Regions from separate parts of the Mus musculus genome. Here all the other regions are linked to region 1. Evidence: chromatin contacts called from public HiChIP or PLAC-seq and promoter capture Hi-C data. All regions are on one chromosome and are shown on one strand. Each heading gives the region's core, a stretch centred on a gene start, on an enhancer-like site or on the middle of the called end of the contact. The rest is flanking DNA. Distances are from core to core; before and after follow the strand shown.

What was found. Promoter capture Hi-C pulls out the DNA fragments that hold promoters and counts their contacts. HiChIP or PLAC-seq counts read pairs in DNA pulled down with a chosen protein or histone mark.
Region 2: a contact with region 1 is called in a promoter capture Hi-C map of the HPC-7 cell line. The contact joins the enhancer-like site here to the promoter of Npnt in region 1. A contact is called at or near these places in 12 of 39 promoter capture datasets (the 3T3-L1 cell line, 3T3-L1-derived adipocytes, the HPC-7 cell line and 9 more), 1 of 15 datasets of contacts at CTCF or cohesin (the NIH/3T3 cell line), 15 of 484 Hi-C or Micro-C datasets (the C2C12 cell line, the G1E-ER4 cell line, the MC3T3-E1 cell line and 8 more), 5 of 115 datasets of contacts at active chromatin or transcription factors (craniofacial prominence, embryonic forebrain, embryonic stem cells and 2 more) and 1 of 9 other capture datasets (adipose tissue).
Region 3: an HNF4G HiChIP or PLAC-seq map of pancreatic cancer cells shows a contact between it and region 1. The contact joins the enhancer-like site here to the promoter of Npnt in region 1. A contact is called at or near these places in 12 of 39 promoter capture datasets (the 3T3-L1 cell line, 3T3-L1-derived adipocytes, the HPC-7 cell line and 8 more), 1 of 15 datasets of contacts at CTCF or cohesin (the NIH/3T3 cell line), 2 of 484 Hi-C or Micro-C datasets (embryonic stem cells and nephron progenitors), 2 of 115 datasets of contacts at active chromatin or transcription factors (embryonic stem cells and pancreatic cancer cells) and 3 of 9 other capture datasets (adipose tissue, liver and pancreatic islet).
Region 4: a contact with region 1 is called in a promoter capture Hi-C map of liver. The contact joins the enhancer-like site here to the promoter of Npnt in region 1. A contact is called at or near these places in 5 of 39 promoter capture datasets (embryonic stem cells, hippocampal neurons, liver and 1 more), 1 of 484 Hi-C or Micro-C datasets (nephron progenitors) and 1 of 9 other capture datasets (pancreatic islet).

The regions. Positions count from the first base shown.
Region 1 is chr3:132,948,526-132,952,286 of GRCm38.p6, forward strand. It overlaps Npnt (nephronectin), which reads right to left and starts at 1,766. Exons shown (of 14, transcript NM_001287101.1): 1 at 1,448-1,766. The coding sequence starts at 1,518.
Region 2 is chr3:132,768,542-132,772,302 of GRCm38.p6, forward strand. The region is part of intron 22 of Tbck (TBC1 domain containing kinase); the gene reads left to right. Gm30294 (a long non-coding RNA gene) reads right to left here. Exons shown (of 3, transcript XR_376096.3): 3 at 3,587-3,761. Among named protein-coding and RNA genes, the nearest start is that of Gm30294, 7.1 kb to the right of the region's middle. Within about 2 kb of position 2,105, at least 2 of the 459 cell types and tissues checked have an H3K27ac peak or open chromatin away from gene starts, as enhancers often do. A contact at or near this core is called in the HPC-7 cell line, where this site is marked.
Region 3 is chr3:132,789,403-132,793,163 of GRCm38.p6, forward strand. The region is part of intron 23 of Tbck (TBC1 domain containing kinase); the gene reads left to right. Among named protein-coding and RNA genes, the nearest start is that of Gm30294, 14 kb to the left of the region's middle. Within about 2 kb of position 1,904, at least 39 of the 459 cell types and tissues checked have an H3K27ac peak or open chromatin away from gene starts, as enhancers often do. A contact at or near this core is called in the HPC-7 cell line, the NIH/3T3 cell line and pancreatic cancer cells, where this site is marked.
Region 4 is chr3:132,813,417-132,817,177 of GRCm38.p6, forward strand. It overlaps Tbck (TBC1 domain containing kinase), which reads left to right. Exons shown (of 26, transcript NM_001163455.2): 25 at 1,774-1,933. Among named protein-coding and RNA genes, the nearest start is that of Gm30294, 38 kb to the left of the region's middle. Within about 2 kb of position 1,840, at least 21 of the 459 cell types and tissues checked have an H3K27ac peak or open chromatin away from gene starts, as enhancers often do. A contact at or near this core is called in liver and pancreatic islet, where this site is marked.

The sequences.
Region 1 (3,761 bases), core at 516-3,015:
GGGACGCTGAAATGTGCTGAATAACAGATCTGTCAGAGCAGAAAGAATGTTTGCTTCGTATAAAGGGCAGATAAGGAAATGGGCAAGAAGAGGAGCTTATTCAAAAATCAAATGCAACCAACCAAGCTCTTTCTATACAACTGCCTCCTCCTCCTCCTCCTCTTCCCCACCACTGCTGTAAGAAAAGCCCAAAACCAGGCCGTGAAGAGTGTCTCAAGTGTCCTCGTATTTTACAAGCTGTCTGCATCAGCAATCCACATTATTTCCCTCTCCGATGTAAAGTGTACCCAGAGAGACTCCAAGTTTAGGATGCAGATTTATGCATCAGATCACACTTACACCTGTGACTGTTAGCCTGTTTAGATTCACACCTACCAGACTTTCTGGACACCTAGGCTGTGTGTGTGTGTGTGTGTGTGTGTGTGTGTGTGTGTGTGTGTGTGTGTGTTTCTTTGTAAATGGACACCTAGGCTGTGTGTGTGTGTGTGTGTGTGTGTGTTTCTTTGTAAATATGTGTGCCCCAAAGTAATGCACCACAAATCCAAATGTGGGCAAAGAATTGCTTTTGGAAAATAAAAGGCTTAGCCTCTGGCTGCTTTCCACTCTTCTTTAAACTCTTTATCTCTTCAATTCATCTTCGCTTTACCCTCAGGCTCAAAGTACAAAACAACCCCAACTTCTATTTCCTCCGACCAGGTGGTGAACCGGGAGCGGGTGCCTTTTTCTTCCGCGCTCCGAGGCTTTTCCTCTGGTCCCCTCCAGGGACAGGAAAGCCAATCAATCCTGGAATTGATTCGTTCCAAGATTGCAGGTAAAACAGGTGCGGCATCTTCAAGGCAGCCCTGGGACAAGCTCTGAGGGATGGGGACAGGGGTGAGTGGTGGTGTGAGCCAGCGGGAAACCTGTCCAGCTGAGGCCTTCAGTGGGGACTGAGCCCGGGATCTCCGGGGAGATCGCGCGGTGCGCTGCCTTGGGGGGACACGCTGAGTGACAGCAGAGACCCTGCCGGAGGTTGTTGGGACCTGTCAGAGCAAGCAACAGTCAGGCCCGCCAGGTCTGAGCGGTGCCGCGTGCTACACACACACACACACACACACACACACACACACACGCACCCCGAGCGCCTCCTCTCAGTACTCATGTTAAGCTTGTGTACACCGTCCCCCCTCCGAACCACAAACCGAGAGCCCTCGGGTGCCATTTGTTCCAAGTACGGTCCTCGCCGCCACCCTTTGTCGAATCGCCGGGTCACCTGCAAGTTTCCCCTCGGGACACAGTCCATCCTGATCACTGGCTGTAGGGACGCTCCACGCGTCACCTGTGTCCCTGCTCCTGCCCGCTCTCACCGCACACGGGGCACGAGCCTCTCTTTCTCCTGAGCCCGGAGCCAGGCTGCTCCACTCGAGGTCCCTGAGGGAAAGGGGAGGGCACCCGAGACCCGCCTCACCTCCCGTCGAAGTCGGCAGCCACCTGCAGGTAGAGCGAGGACGCGAGCACCGCCGCTAGGAGCACAGCCATGCCGGAGGACCGGGACGCGGGGACGCTGAAGGTTGCGGGGAGCTGCGCGTCCCGGGATCTCCCGGCCGCCTTCGGCGCGGCACCCGCGGCTGCTGGGACGCACAGAGCGCAGCGCGCAGCCGGGCAGGTCTGCGGCGGGCTGGCAGAGCCCCTCCGGCTCCCTCCTGGCGAGGGGAGGCGCTGCGGCGGGAGCCGCGCCGCCCGCGGGGAGGGGCGAGGCGGGAGGGACGCGCCGCGCAGCCCGCCGCCCTCCCTGCCCCGCCGCCCTGGTGCCCTGGGCGCGCGCCGGGGCTCGCCCCTCCCCGGGCCCCAGGGGCAGGGGCGGCTCAGGGGCGGGGATGCGGCGCGCAGGCAGCCTCGGCCACGGGTGGCGCTTGCCCCCGGGCTGCGAGAAAAGTTGGGAGCAGAGCTAGGGAGAGGGCTTGTCGGGTGACCTGCCTGAAAAAGTGAGCCCAGCCGCCAGAGGCTGGGGCGACAGTGGGGTTGGAAGTGGAAGTACGCGTTCTGTGGGGGTAGACAGATGCCCCCCCACATACACACACAGGTGGTCTATAGGGGAGAACCCAACTTTTCTGCACCTACCGGAGGGGTTCCTGGACTGATGAAGGCAGGCAGACCCAGATTGCTTCTCCTACAGAGCTGGAATATCCCTGCACCTTTTAACGGGGGTGGGGAGTGTGGTGGGGGGGGTTCGGCTCTCAGGTCGAATTTTGAAGAAGAACTCTGGGCTCAGGAGAAAGAGAAGAACCTTGGAAAACTGTCTGTGTCCTGAAGCTCCACTTGGTGCACCCCCGTGGGTAGGGCAAGTGCTCCACCCCAGAGGAAGGGGAGTTAGTTACCACTTAGCTTGTGGTGTAGCTGGTCTTGAGGGGACCTCTTTAGAACCATTTGAAGTAGTTACTGAGCTATCATAAAAAGCATTGCACCAAAGGACTGAAAAGAAATGATTTTCATAAATATACGTTCAAACTTAAATCATTCCCGTCCTTAGGCCATACCCCCAATGGCTGGCTGTCCTGTCCTCTCTCTCTTCAGTCCATGATCTCCTGGCCTGGCACCCTCTAGGCATGCATTGAAGAGGTTGTGTGTATAGCTGAATCTCACTTCCTTGCCTAAAAGTCACCCTAAAAGCCAAATATGAATGCTGTTTAAAATTCTTATCTTCCCCTCTGGTGTCACGTCCAGCCATACTTTGCCTTCCCCCCCCCATTGTACTGATCTTTTCTCTTACAGCATAATTTGTTTATCTATGTCTTCTTTCTGTTGTAATGTAAACTCTCCAAGAAGAGCTATCTTTGTTTAGTGCCTACAACATTGCCTGGCACATAGTAGGTGCTCATAAATGTTAATCGAAAGTATTTGCTACCGTACATTCAACTGTCACTCCGTTCGCATCATTTTAAGGTTTCTGCTACTTCAAATTGTTAACGAAAAGTTCTGTGCCAGTTTGGTTACACTATCCTGATTTATCAGTATGTGTAAAAACAGGACTTTTCTGCAAGAAAAGGAAAAATAATAGTTCTTTGATTTCCAAGTTGCTTCTGTTAGCAAAAGAAGTTTCTATTTTAATCTCAGAAAATTATCCTTGCCGGTTCAGGCTTGGGACACTGTTTGAGGCAAACAGCTTGGTGTCATCCATTTCAGATGCTTCTAACAAAGTCCAAAATAGTCTAAGAGGCATAATATTTTTTTCTGCAGAAAAGTCAAATGTTTGTCAGTGTAATGTAGGCTTGCTTCCCGACCCCACTCCTTGGTGGCATGCATTGCTTATTGGCTCCTGTTCGGTTCCTGAAAGAGCTCCATTGGCACAGTGGATGGTTGGGTTAACCTGCAGGCTAGAGAATAACTTCAGAAGAGGGGAGAAGAGTGATAGGTGGAAATAAGACAGTGACTGCACACTTCTCTGACATAGGTAGGGTTTTTTTTTTTGTTTTGTTTTGTTTTTTTTTTGGCCCAGAAAACTTCCACATTCCTTCACTTGAACAATCTCCACTTATACTTTTTGGATCCATGCTTATATAATTTTTTGGCTTGTCTTCTATTATATGGACTTCTATAATATTATATGTCTCCAAGAGCAGCTCTTGGCAAATTATGTTGTCATTGCCTCTCTGCCACATTAGGTCTTTCTAGCCAACAAGAAGCCAAAGGTAATTCCTCTCGTGTCAGTACATCCTGGGTGCTCGGCCCACTGGCTGGCACAAGGCTTAAATAGGTTGAATGGACAGGCACACTGTCTGTTG
Region 2 (3,761 bases), core at 855-3,354, 180 kb before region 1:
GAATCACATAAGTATATGTGGTTTCTGAGGGTCTTAGGTGACCCTGTGAAAAGGTCATTTGACACCCAGAGGGCTTTCCACCCACATGCTGAGAACTGCTGATCTAAAGGCATTAGATCATGATAAAGATACTATCAACCTGAGGGTCTGACGCAGTTTTCTGTTTAAAGGGTACTTCATGGTGTGCAATGTTTGTTTTGTTTGTCATGGTCTCTGCTGATAAGTTAAGCCTGTTCTGGTCTATCTTCTGGAGTTCTGAGTCCCATTGTAGTAGTTTTGGAAAGTTTTCATGTCTCTAGGCATCAGTACTTATAGTTCATCTTACCTTCTTTTTCCAAACAAATTTTACATTCTAAAATGTTAATTGTTGAAGGACTGCTGCATATATGAATATACAGAGACTGTGACAATATAGCAAAAACCTGTACAAGTTCAAGTCAGATAGAATCCCAGCAAGGAGAAGGGGGGTGAACACAGAGTCCCACTCCAAACCAAAAAGCTGTTTGCAATTAATAGCTGCTGGAAGAGGGAGAAGTGGTGTTCCTTGGGGGCGGGGGTGTGATACCAGATATAATACCAGCCCACTCAGTGCCTGGCCTCATGCTCAGGGGTAGTTGGTCAACACAAAATGAACTGTATGTATGTTTGTGCTTTGGTTTGGTTTGGTTTGGTTTGGTTTGGTTTGGTTTGGTTTGGTTGCTTTCTAAGATTTCTAAGAAGGAATTTGGTGGATTGGGAGTTGGAGTGGGATCTGAACAGAGTTAGGGATGGAAAAAGAATGTAATCAAGATATTATATTGTATGATATTCTCAGAAAAATAAATAAAACATTAAAAATAAAAAATAATTGTTGAAAACAGTCAATTATTCGATCGAAAATCATCAGTGTTCTAACATTTTTGTAGTCTGAGGAATGAAGCTCTAGGACTAGGGAGAAGGCTCAGCACTGGCTGCTCTTGCAGGAGACCTGGCTTCCATTCCCAGCACCATCATGGCAGCTCCCCACCAGTTCCAGGGCATCCAGTACTCTCTCCTGACCTCCATTAGCAGAAGGCATGCACACACATGGCACACATACATATATGTGGGTAAAACATTTTCTTACACAAAATAAGGGTTTTAAAAAAAAAAAAACCTGAAGGTTTGTGCAGTTAACAGTTAATATGCAATTCTAAATCAAGTATCTATAAATTTCAAGCATAAAGAAACTTTAAAGGAAAATATGTAAAAATTGTTTTTTATTTCTTGTATTTAGACATATTTTCATAAAATGTGTAGGTTTGCATTATCTAACTCAATGCGTTGTGACAGTTGTCAGCATATATGTAAATCTCACCCCAGATACAGAATAGTCTTATCAGCCCAGAAAATTTTTTCTTTCTACCTTCTAATAGATATGCTCTTCTTCCATAGCAGCTTATGTCTTCCTTACCTCATTCTGTCAACCTACAAGAGCTTTAGTGGTTGGGGCTTTTATTTCCTGAGTTGTTTGTCTTGATTTTTCCTTTTATTTTAATGAGATGAACTGAACTCAGGTGAGCGAGAGAGCTGGTGTTGAGATTGTGAATTCTAGCAACAGCACCATCTGAAAATGATGTCAACCTTTAATCATTACTGAAATAGCGTCTCTCCCATGCTGAAGGCTTCCATATGGAGAAGGACCAGGCAAGGGGCGGATGGATGAGCAGAGCCAGGGGCTTCAGATGCTGCCAAGCGCTGTCACTTAGCAAATGGTCCTCTTGATGTTAGGAACCTGAAGGACAGACAGGGGTTTAATAGAAAGGGCTAAAAATAGAAATGCGTTGGGTCAGAGTGGAAGGGAGTCTCTATTCTTCTGCACAGGTAACCTCAGACTTGCCCTAAAAAGGTCTCTGCTAGTGAGAGGATCCCAAGTACAGGAGCCTGGACTGAGAATGCAGACATGTACAGGAGTGTGGCCAGCATGCACAAAACAGTTAGCTAATAAAGTTTTAATCATCCTAATACTTTATTGGCTTCCCATTTACCTTTTGAATTATGTGCTGGTCATTTCTCTGGGTCTGTAGTGTCTAACTAGCCTTCTCACAGCTGGCTGCTCTTCCTTCCTCCTCTTCTTTCTTCTGTTTTACATGTATCAAGTTACCTTGAGTACATTCTCCTTTTAACCCTTGACATAGTCACAATTGCATTACTACCCTTACCTGTCAAGTCTAATATCTAGATAATTGTTGTTCCATTCCTTTTTATTTGTTTCTCTATCACAAGAAACAAATATTACATTTTCTGCTTTTCAAATTATTGTTAATTATATAGTTGATATTGATAAACATAAATTATAGTCTAGCTCTTATCATTTTCCTTTAAAGAGCTTGGCCTTATTACAGAGTGCTAATATCTGATGGCTCTTATTTTTTAATTTGGATTTATTCTTTATTAATTTGTGTCTGGTTTAAAATTTTTAAAACTTTGTTCAAGAATGTAGCTCTCTAGATCTAGTTAAGACGCTCACTCCAAATTTTGAGCAAACTCCATAATTTCTGAGCCATTAATTATCTTTGTAAAGACTAGTAATCCACCTTGGATAGTCAAGAACTCAGTAAACGGGTAGTAGGTAACCTTTTCTGTTAGCATGGAGAAATAGTGTTTACACTTACATCCACACTTAGACAGTATTAGTACTCTTCTCTTCACAGTTGTGTTGGGAACAGAAAATATTGGCCCTGTAGGAATTCTCTACTTCTGACAACTTTAAAACAGTTTTAAAGTTTAACACTTATGAAACTTTTTCTAACAAAAGCATTTCTCTGTCAAATAGATATTATTACTATTATTATTGTTATTATTATTATTATTATTATTATTACTATTACTATATCATTATGAAATTTGGAAGTACCAAGATCCTGGGAGCACATAAAAGGAGTAAATCATGCCAGTTTTCTCAAATTCAATTTTGACCTGACTTCTTAGAGAAAACAGTAGATCCCTTCATAGCTCAGAAGGAAGAAGATGCGACCCTGAGGCACTATGGTCAGTGAAGTCACCTTCAGCAGAATAGAGATACAAAAGGTGTGTTGCTGTCTGTGTACTCTCTCATGAGGGCTCCTGGGAAGTGAGGAAACTCCTATCAAGATGAAGCAAATCAAGAAAATGAATGTCTTACCCCCGTTCAAAAAAAAAGTTAATATAGAGGAGAGACAAAAAAAAAAAAGGCCTTGCGTAATAGTGAAGGGATGTTCAAACATTGGAGATTCAGTAGACCTAAGCAGCCATCATTCCTATCAAGACAAAAGGGCTTCAAGAGAGACAGCATTTTAAATCTGACTTTGCTCACATAGCAAACATGAGATGTGTGTTTATCATGTTAAAGATATTTCAGTTTTTCTAAGAGATATGATACTGATCAGTGAGGATGAAGAAAGTGGGAGTTAGAAAAATTATTTCACTCAGTCACACCACACACACACACACAAAAGCCTTCTATCTTCATTCAAACCCGATGACCTCAACATGGGATTCAGGCTTTATTTACAAATGTAAGATTTTTTTTAATGCTGGTTCTGTGGGTGAGAGATTGGTCTATAAAAATGATTGCACAGCTGATGGCTTATAAGATACAATTGCATTATGCTTTAATTATGGGAAGATTGGGAGACGGACAGGTTAGATGAATGGAGAAAGGGACAGCCATTGTCGAATTGGGTGGGGCCTCTGCAGCCTTTCAGGGTTCACCGCACACCACACCAAGCTGCAGAGCTCGGGAATCAGATGGAGACTGGCAT
Region 3 (3,761 bases), core at 654-3,153, 160 kb before region 1:
CTGATCATTATGAGACTGGACATTTATTAAATACACCATCTTCTCTCTACTGTATACTGGTATCTTTGCTAAAAATAAATATATATTTGGCCATATGATTGTAAATTAATTTAAATTTTTATTGTGTTTTTTCTGTGTGTGTCTGTCTGTCTGTCTGTGTAGTATAACAGTACCTCACTGTTTGGTTATAATAACTTTGCAATATGTTATTTTTGAACCATTACGCCATCCCTGCAGTGAGTCACACTGGACCATGGTCTTTGGTCTTTTTAATGTAATGCTGATTTTTTAACGCTACTGCTTTGTAGAGAACATTGGCATGTATGGTCATCAGGGTAAATGTTTTTAGTTTTCCTGTGTGGGGGATCTTTATATGGTTCTGATACTAAGGTAATGCTGGCTTCAGAAGAAGAAGTTGGCAGTTCTTCTCATTTCAGTTAGAGAAGAAGTTTAAGAGGAATTTGAATAAGTCGTTTAAATATTTTGCGTAGTTCAGCAACAAAGCTCTCATGTTCTTGAGGCTTTCCTCAGATGGGAGATTTTAGTTATTGTTTCAGTGTTGCTGCTCACTATTTGCATATTTAGATTTCTAATTTGATAGTGTGTATTCAGAAACGTATCCATTTCTTGTAGGCCGTCCACATTGTTAGTATCTAATATGGGTCTCTCATGGTCCTTTGCATTTCTGTGCTGTGAGAAACCTTGTTTCATCTCTGACTTTGAGTCTTCTCCATCTTCCTTGTTAGAGCAGAACATTTAGTCGTTCTCATTTACCTTTTCAAAACCCACAGCTCCATCACTCAGCATGCTGGTCACAGAACATGGTGGCCCATGTCTGTCATCTCCCCACTGTGGAGACAGACAGGGAGATCTAGGTCACCTGGGCTGCAAAGGCAAAGCCTGTCTTATAAACAACAAGAAGCTGCTTTGATTGATTGTAGTTTTTAAAATTTCCATTCTGGTTGTCAGTCTTTTCTCTCGTTTGGATTTTCTTTGCTCTCACTCCAGATTGTTAGTGTGCTGCGGAGTCTGTGGGGTAGCGCCTTTGATTTGCCCATGTACTACTGCATGCTTCTCTGTAATGTGCTTCTTTACCCAGACTTCATAGACTCTGGTATGTTAGGGTCATTTTCATTCTTATAGCATTTTGTATTTCTTTTTTAACTTCTCCAGTTAGCCACTGGACTTTTAGGAGCGTGTTACTGAATTCCCATCTATGTGCATACTTTCTACTGTGGCCACTCTGTGCTTCTCTCCCATTATGAGAAAATGTCACGGTTTCAGTTTGGTTTGGTTTGGTTTGGTTTAAAGATGTATTTATTTTATTTATATGAGTACACTGTAGCTGTCTTCAGACACACATCAGATCCCATTACAGATGGTTGTGAGCCACTATGTGTTTGTTGTGAATTGAACTCAGGACCTCTGGAAGAGCAGTCAGTGCTCTTAACCATTGAGGCATCTCTAAAATTTCCCATAATTTCTGTTTTTAAAAGTTTATTAAAACTTAGCTAGGCAGTGGTGGCATACACTTTTAATCCCAGCACTCAGGAGACAGAGACAGGTACATCTCTGTGAGTTGGAGGCCTACTGGGTCTACAGAGTAAGTTCCAGTATACCCAGGGCTACAAAAAGAAACCCTGTCTTTTGAAAAAAAAAAAAAGTCTGTGTTTTTATATATATTGCCTGACAGAACATCTTAAGGGTAGAACTATTTATTTGGGTCCTGGCTTTATTGATTTCTGGACCCATAAGCTTGAGCAGAATATAATGACAGTAGGAGTGTATACTAAGGGATCTGTTTACTCATGGCTGGATAAAAGAAAAGAGAGGGACTGTAGAAAAGAGCAGGACAATTTATTGTCCTCATTAACACAGTGACACACTTCCTCTAACTGGGCCCAACCTCCTGACGTAACCACATCCTAATACCATCATATTATGAATCATCAACCAATCGCTACACTATGTCAGTACCTTCATAAGCAAACTTTCCGTGGAAATTCCTTTCAAGCACACCCAGAAATGTGGTCTACTAATCACTTAGATGTCTATTTGATGTTTGTACTAGCCACCACATTTGATGATGTGCCCTAAAGATTGTTCCGTGCATTGATAAGAGAGGGAAAACATGTGTCCTACTGCTGTTGGATGAAAAAAAAAATGTGTCCTATTGCTGCTGGTAAAAGATGTATACATGGAGGAATAGGAGGCAGAGACAGGAGAACCCCAGAGACTCATTAGCCAGCAGGCCTGGTACACAACAGTGAAAATTAAGAGACCCTGTCTGAAACAAGATGGAAGGTGAAGACCACTGCCTGCACTTATCCTCTGACGTCACACATGGGACCACATTCACATGTGACAGCAGGAAAGAGGAAAACACTTGGTTAAAGCTCCATGTTGGTAGCTTGCAGGCGGTCCTTTGGATTTTTTATACATAGTCATCCATATAGTTGGAGCTGTGAAAAATCACTGAGATTGTTCTCAATACACTCCCTTTTCATCTGCTGGGATTCCTGTAGTGTGAAAGTTGTCCATTTGGTAGTATTCCATAAAGTCCATAAGTTCTCTGTTCTTTTCATTCTCCCTCCTTTTCCTATCTAACTACTGCTATGCCTGAGGTTAACTCGGAAGGCGTGTCCTCCACATCAGAAACCCTTCCACTTGTTGTAGTCTTTTGTGGAAGCTATTACTTTTTTTTTTTTTTTCAGGGTTTTAGTTCGAAGATCAGTCTTTGTTTTTTGTTTGTTTGTTGTACAGATTCTGTGTCTTTGGTGAATTTCTCACTTGTACCTTGAATTGTTTTTCTCATTTCTTTGTATCATTCATGTGTTTTGCTTTGTATGTCACTAAGTTCAAATCATTGCTTTACATTTTTTTTCAGGCATCCTTAGCTTTTTCTCTGAGATCTTTTTCTGAAAGATTGTTTTCGTTAAGGGCATTAGGCTTCCTCTGATGCTCTCTCCTCGAACTGATGTCTACATATTTGGTGTAATATTTACTTACTCTGACTATTTTATGAAGTAGCTTTTGTACGAAAGGTTTTGTTTGTATGGATCTATCAGTTGGTAGGTGCATCGGGTTCAGTTATAGGCAGCTCACTAGCACATCTCTCAGTTTCTTCAGCTTTGGTGTCAAGTGTCTAGAATGCAATGATCCCAAAATTGTCATAGGTTTTCAGTGGACATAAGCAAAGTGACATGTCCATTAGCAATACATACTTGAGCCCTGGTGGCACCAGTGCTTGCAGTTGTATTTGTAGTGTTGATGATGCAGAATATGGAGAGAACTATCCCTTGGTCCCTCAGTACAAGAAGAGCAATGCTATAGTTTCTAATAACACCTACCATAGTTCCTGATCTATAGAAAGTGAAGACATTCTCCAGGACCTTCAGGATAAATGCAGGAGATACCTGGGCCTCTGACATCAGCAACCATTCCTTAGAGCCATATTCTTAGAGAATAGTGTAGAACTTTCTCTCTGACATCTAGGATGAGTACAGGTCATGCTGACTTCTGTGGTAATAGTAACCTTGAACTCAACATTGTGGAACCTAAACTCTATGATACTTAGGTCCCATGAGGCAATCCCCATTTGGTGCTTGGTCTCACAGCACTGTTAGCTGGTTTTATAGAGATTAGAGCCATAGCTGATGCTTTCACCAGATCCCAAAACATCAGCATAAATGGTCTCAGTTCTGTGTACTGTAGAGGAAGGGGCATGGAACATTTGAATTTGTGGCACTGGTCTCCGCCCT
Region 4 (3,761 bases), core at 590-3,089, 140 kb before region 1:
ACTGCTAAGTCAGGTGGATCTCAGTCCAGAAGTGCTGGCTGAGAAACACAAGGTCCTACTGCAGCTGCTGCAGGCCTGCTGAGAAGAAATGAGCGGCCGGACTCCTGGTTGGCATTTTAAATACCACTCTTAAGATATCTACTGAATATTTTTAAGTATTTTCAGGATTCTTATTTTTAAAGACCCCATTGTTCCTGAAGATTACCATTGAGACTCTAGGATAATTGTTTTTGAGAGACTAATGCCACCCGGGCAGTGGTGATGCACACCTGAAGTTCAAGGGTCCTCGACCTGTGTTTATAAATAGTCTCCCCATTCTACACTTCTCTAAGCAAGTCCACTGAGATTCCAACATGAATTGTATCTCACATTTCTTTTAATATTCATATTAAATGTTTTCTTGTGCCTGCTACCTTCTAGAAAGGAGGAGCCCGGATCTGTCCACTCTCCTTGAGTGAGGAGCGGGGAAGCCTGCAGCCTGAGCTCATTGATAACTACTGTTTCAACATAGATGGTTCCCTCCCACACTGAGACATGCAGAGGGGAAACAGTACTTGCTCGGGTCATAGCCTTTTAAACTATCACTTGTCTTAGTCCCTTATGTGACAGTTTAGGGGAGGGGGCTCTATTGAATACAGAGATGGCCTTTCATGGTAGTCAACAGTGATTATTATTAAGAAAGGAGCTATAACCCAAATTTCTCATTAACTAGGTACACAGTTTCCTTTGTGCTTTTCCCCACAGCAGCACTCAAGTGCAAATCCAGTATCCTGCTTTTCTGCTTAGAATACATGGGTTTTCCTTACTGGCAGAAAAAATATCGTTCTCACAAACAGCACAGGCACAGTCCAGCCTCCACCTCCCTTTATCTCACACTTAAATTCCACGGTGTTGTCCTTCCCCGCCTTAGCTGGGTATATGCTCCCTCCGCCCCACTGTGACTACAAAATCTCCGCCTCAGCTCCCCATCCCTCCTCCACTTCCTTCCACTTCTTTGTCCTAACTTCTATCTGTTCTTCAGGATTTAACCTTACCATCACCCCCTCAGCAAACCCCGCCCCATCCTCTCAAACCAATGTAATCTACCCAGTAGCTCATACCTCTCTTTTACAGTTTTCTGGGTATAACCATGTCCTTTTAATTTCCAAAGTTCTATTTTTAATTAATTCATCCGATCATACTCTAATTACTTAGTAAAGAGTGTGTGTGTGTGTGTGTGTGTGTGTGTGTGTGTGTGTGTGTGTGTGAGCTCCTGCTTAATGGATGACTTTATTTCCTAAACTAACAGTGATAGTCACTTTGAGCATCAGAATTCTAAAGTATAAGAAGCATAAGATATGGCACCTTCTGGAGGATATGAACTCAGAATAATGGATATGTCAGCTGAGTTTGCTGGACACATTAACCTGCAACAGAACAGTTTCCAGCTGGGGCTGGTGACCTCTAACAGTTCTAAATGAAGTCTGACTTAGCATCTACTTTGCAAATATTTTTCAGTATCAAATTTGCCCTGAGACAGTGGACTTTGAACTATGCCCGGTTGTGCTGGTGAACATGATAGCACACAGGCTGTAGCCAGTTGAGGACCATGGCTTAACTGGGTCAGGGTTGCTTTCAGTTTCCACTGATGAGTACGTCTCTTCCTTTCTCTGTTCCACTTTATTCTGAAATTTAATTTTCTTCCTCCTTAGAGAATCTCACTTTGTTCAAATAAAATACTCAGGTGAACATGGAAATTTTTTAAAAAACAGTTTTCCTTAAGCTCCCTGTCAGCTTCGTTCGCGGGCACATTGCAGGCAGCATCAACATCCCATTCAGCGCAGCGTTCACGGCAGAAGGAGAGCTCAGCCAAGGCCCTTACACCACCATGCTGCACAACTTCAAGGGGAAAGTCATTGTGGTTGTAGGCCACGTGGCTAAGCAAACAGCTGAGGTAAGTGTCCCCAGAGATGTCCTCAACTGTTCCTGCCTACTGTCTAGGTTGTCGAAAATGTGTTTCTTCAGAGATAAGTTTCTTATCTTTCTTCATAGATAAGTCTAACTGTATGGATCTGTCTGCATTCTTACCAAGAGGAGCAGGCCTCTTATGGAAGCCTTCTTCCCCCCACACACAGTCCAGTTTTCAGCATCAGGATGAATAGTAGGAAGCTTAGGAAACCCCAATAGTAGCTTCTGATGTTGTTTGTCAAAAGTCTGCATGTTAAGACCTTAGTTGTAAGTTGGGTAATACTAAAAGGTCGGACTTAAGAGTGGGCCCTAGTGGGAAGTCCTGTGGTCAGTGGAGGTCTGTCTATGTAAGTGCCTGTGGGACCGAGTGTGAACACCAGTGGGACTTCTACAGTACTACCATCCACAGTGGGCACTGACTGTAGGCCTTTGGGCTCCCTGCCTTTGCAACTATGAGCTAATTACACCTCCTTTCTTTATAAAGTTAGCTGCCTCCATTACCAACATTATTATGTTATATGAAACATAAATTAATATGATGGCATAGGTTTTCAGGGTTTTTGGTTTTTGTTTTTTTTTTTTTTCTAACTGGTTTTTTGACATTTCAAAAGCACAGAGAGAACTTCTGTGAGAGCAGCAAGGCTGAGCGCAGGCTCTGAAGCTGCCCTGGTGGGGCCTGTTGGGCTTGGGAGACTTCTTTACCCAGAAACTCAAGGGCCAAGTGTCCGTCAGATCATGAAACAAGAGTTGAGCAGATTGAGAGAGGAACTGCTGAGTAATTCTAAGCAAACTGACAAATAAAAAGTACATGTGATGACCAAAACTGCCACCATGAGGGGAGGGGGGGAGAGAGGGAGGGAGGGAGGGAGGGAGAGAGAGAGAGAGAGAGAGAGAGAGAGAGAGAGAGAGAGAGAGAATATGAATGAGAATGGAGCCTGCTGTGATTGGTAAGGCAGGCCTTTAATTCAAACACTTGTGAGTCAGAGACAAGTGGATCTCTTTGAGGTCAAGGACAGCCTGGTCTAAACAGCAAGTGCCAGGGCTATGTAGAGAGTCCCTGCCTCAAAAGAAAGAGAAAAAGAAAGAAAGGAAAGACAAGACAAGACATCAGAGACAGCTCTTGCTTTCTTGCTCTAACTCTGTCCTCTTTTCCCTTTACTCTCTCTCTCCATTTCCCCCCCCCCGCCCCCCCCTCTCTCCATGTGCTTATAGCCGGCCTCTGCTTGCTTGCTCGGTTTCTTTCTCCCTCTCCCTCTCCCTCTCCCTCTCTCTCTCCCTTTCTCTACTACCCTCTCAATTTCCCCTCCCCATGTCCTGAATAAACTCTATTCTATACTTTAAAAAAAAAAAAGACATCAGAGACTACAGCATACAAAAGCCAAGCAGAGCAGGGTTGCAGATGACATCTTCAGAGTCAGTAGAGAACGTAGCTGTTGCGCTGATGCAGAGCCTGACCCATCCAAGCCTTTCCAGAAGGTGTAAAAGAATTTTCCCCAGGAAAGTAGCAGTTACTAGGGGAAGACAGGCTGAGCTGTCCCAGCTTTACCAGTCAAACAAACCCCATGGTGCTAGGGCAGAATGAATAAGGAGACCAAGGAAAAGTCAAGGAAGAGCAATATTTGTTGGAAAATCAGGAGTGGAGTTAAAAGTATTCCCATTCAATTTCCTTTATGTCTCTATTAAAGGGACAAACTTTAAATATGTTGGGTTTTTGTTTGTTTTTTAATGTGGGCAACATGAGAATGTGAAGAATTTTAGACATAGTCTTTAAGTATCCAAAACTTGGTGGGCAAGATGGCTCAGTGGGTAAAGGT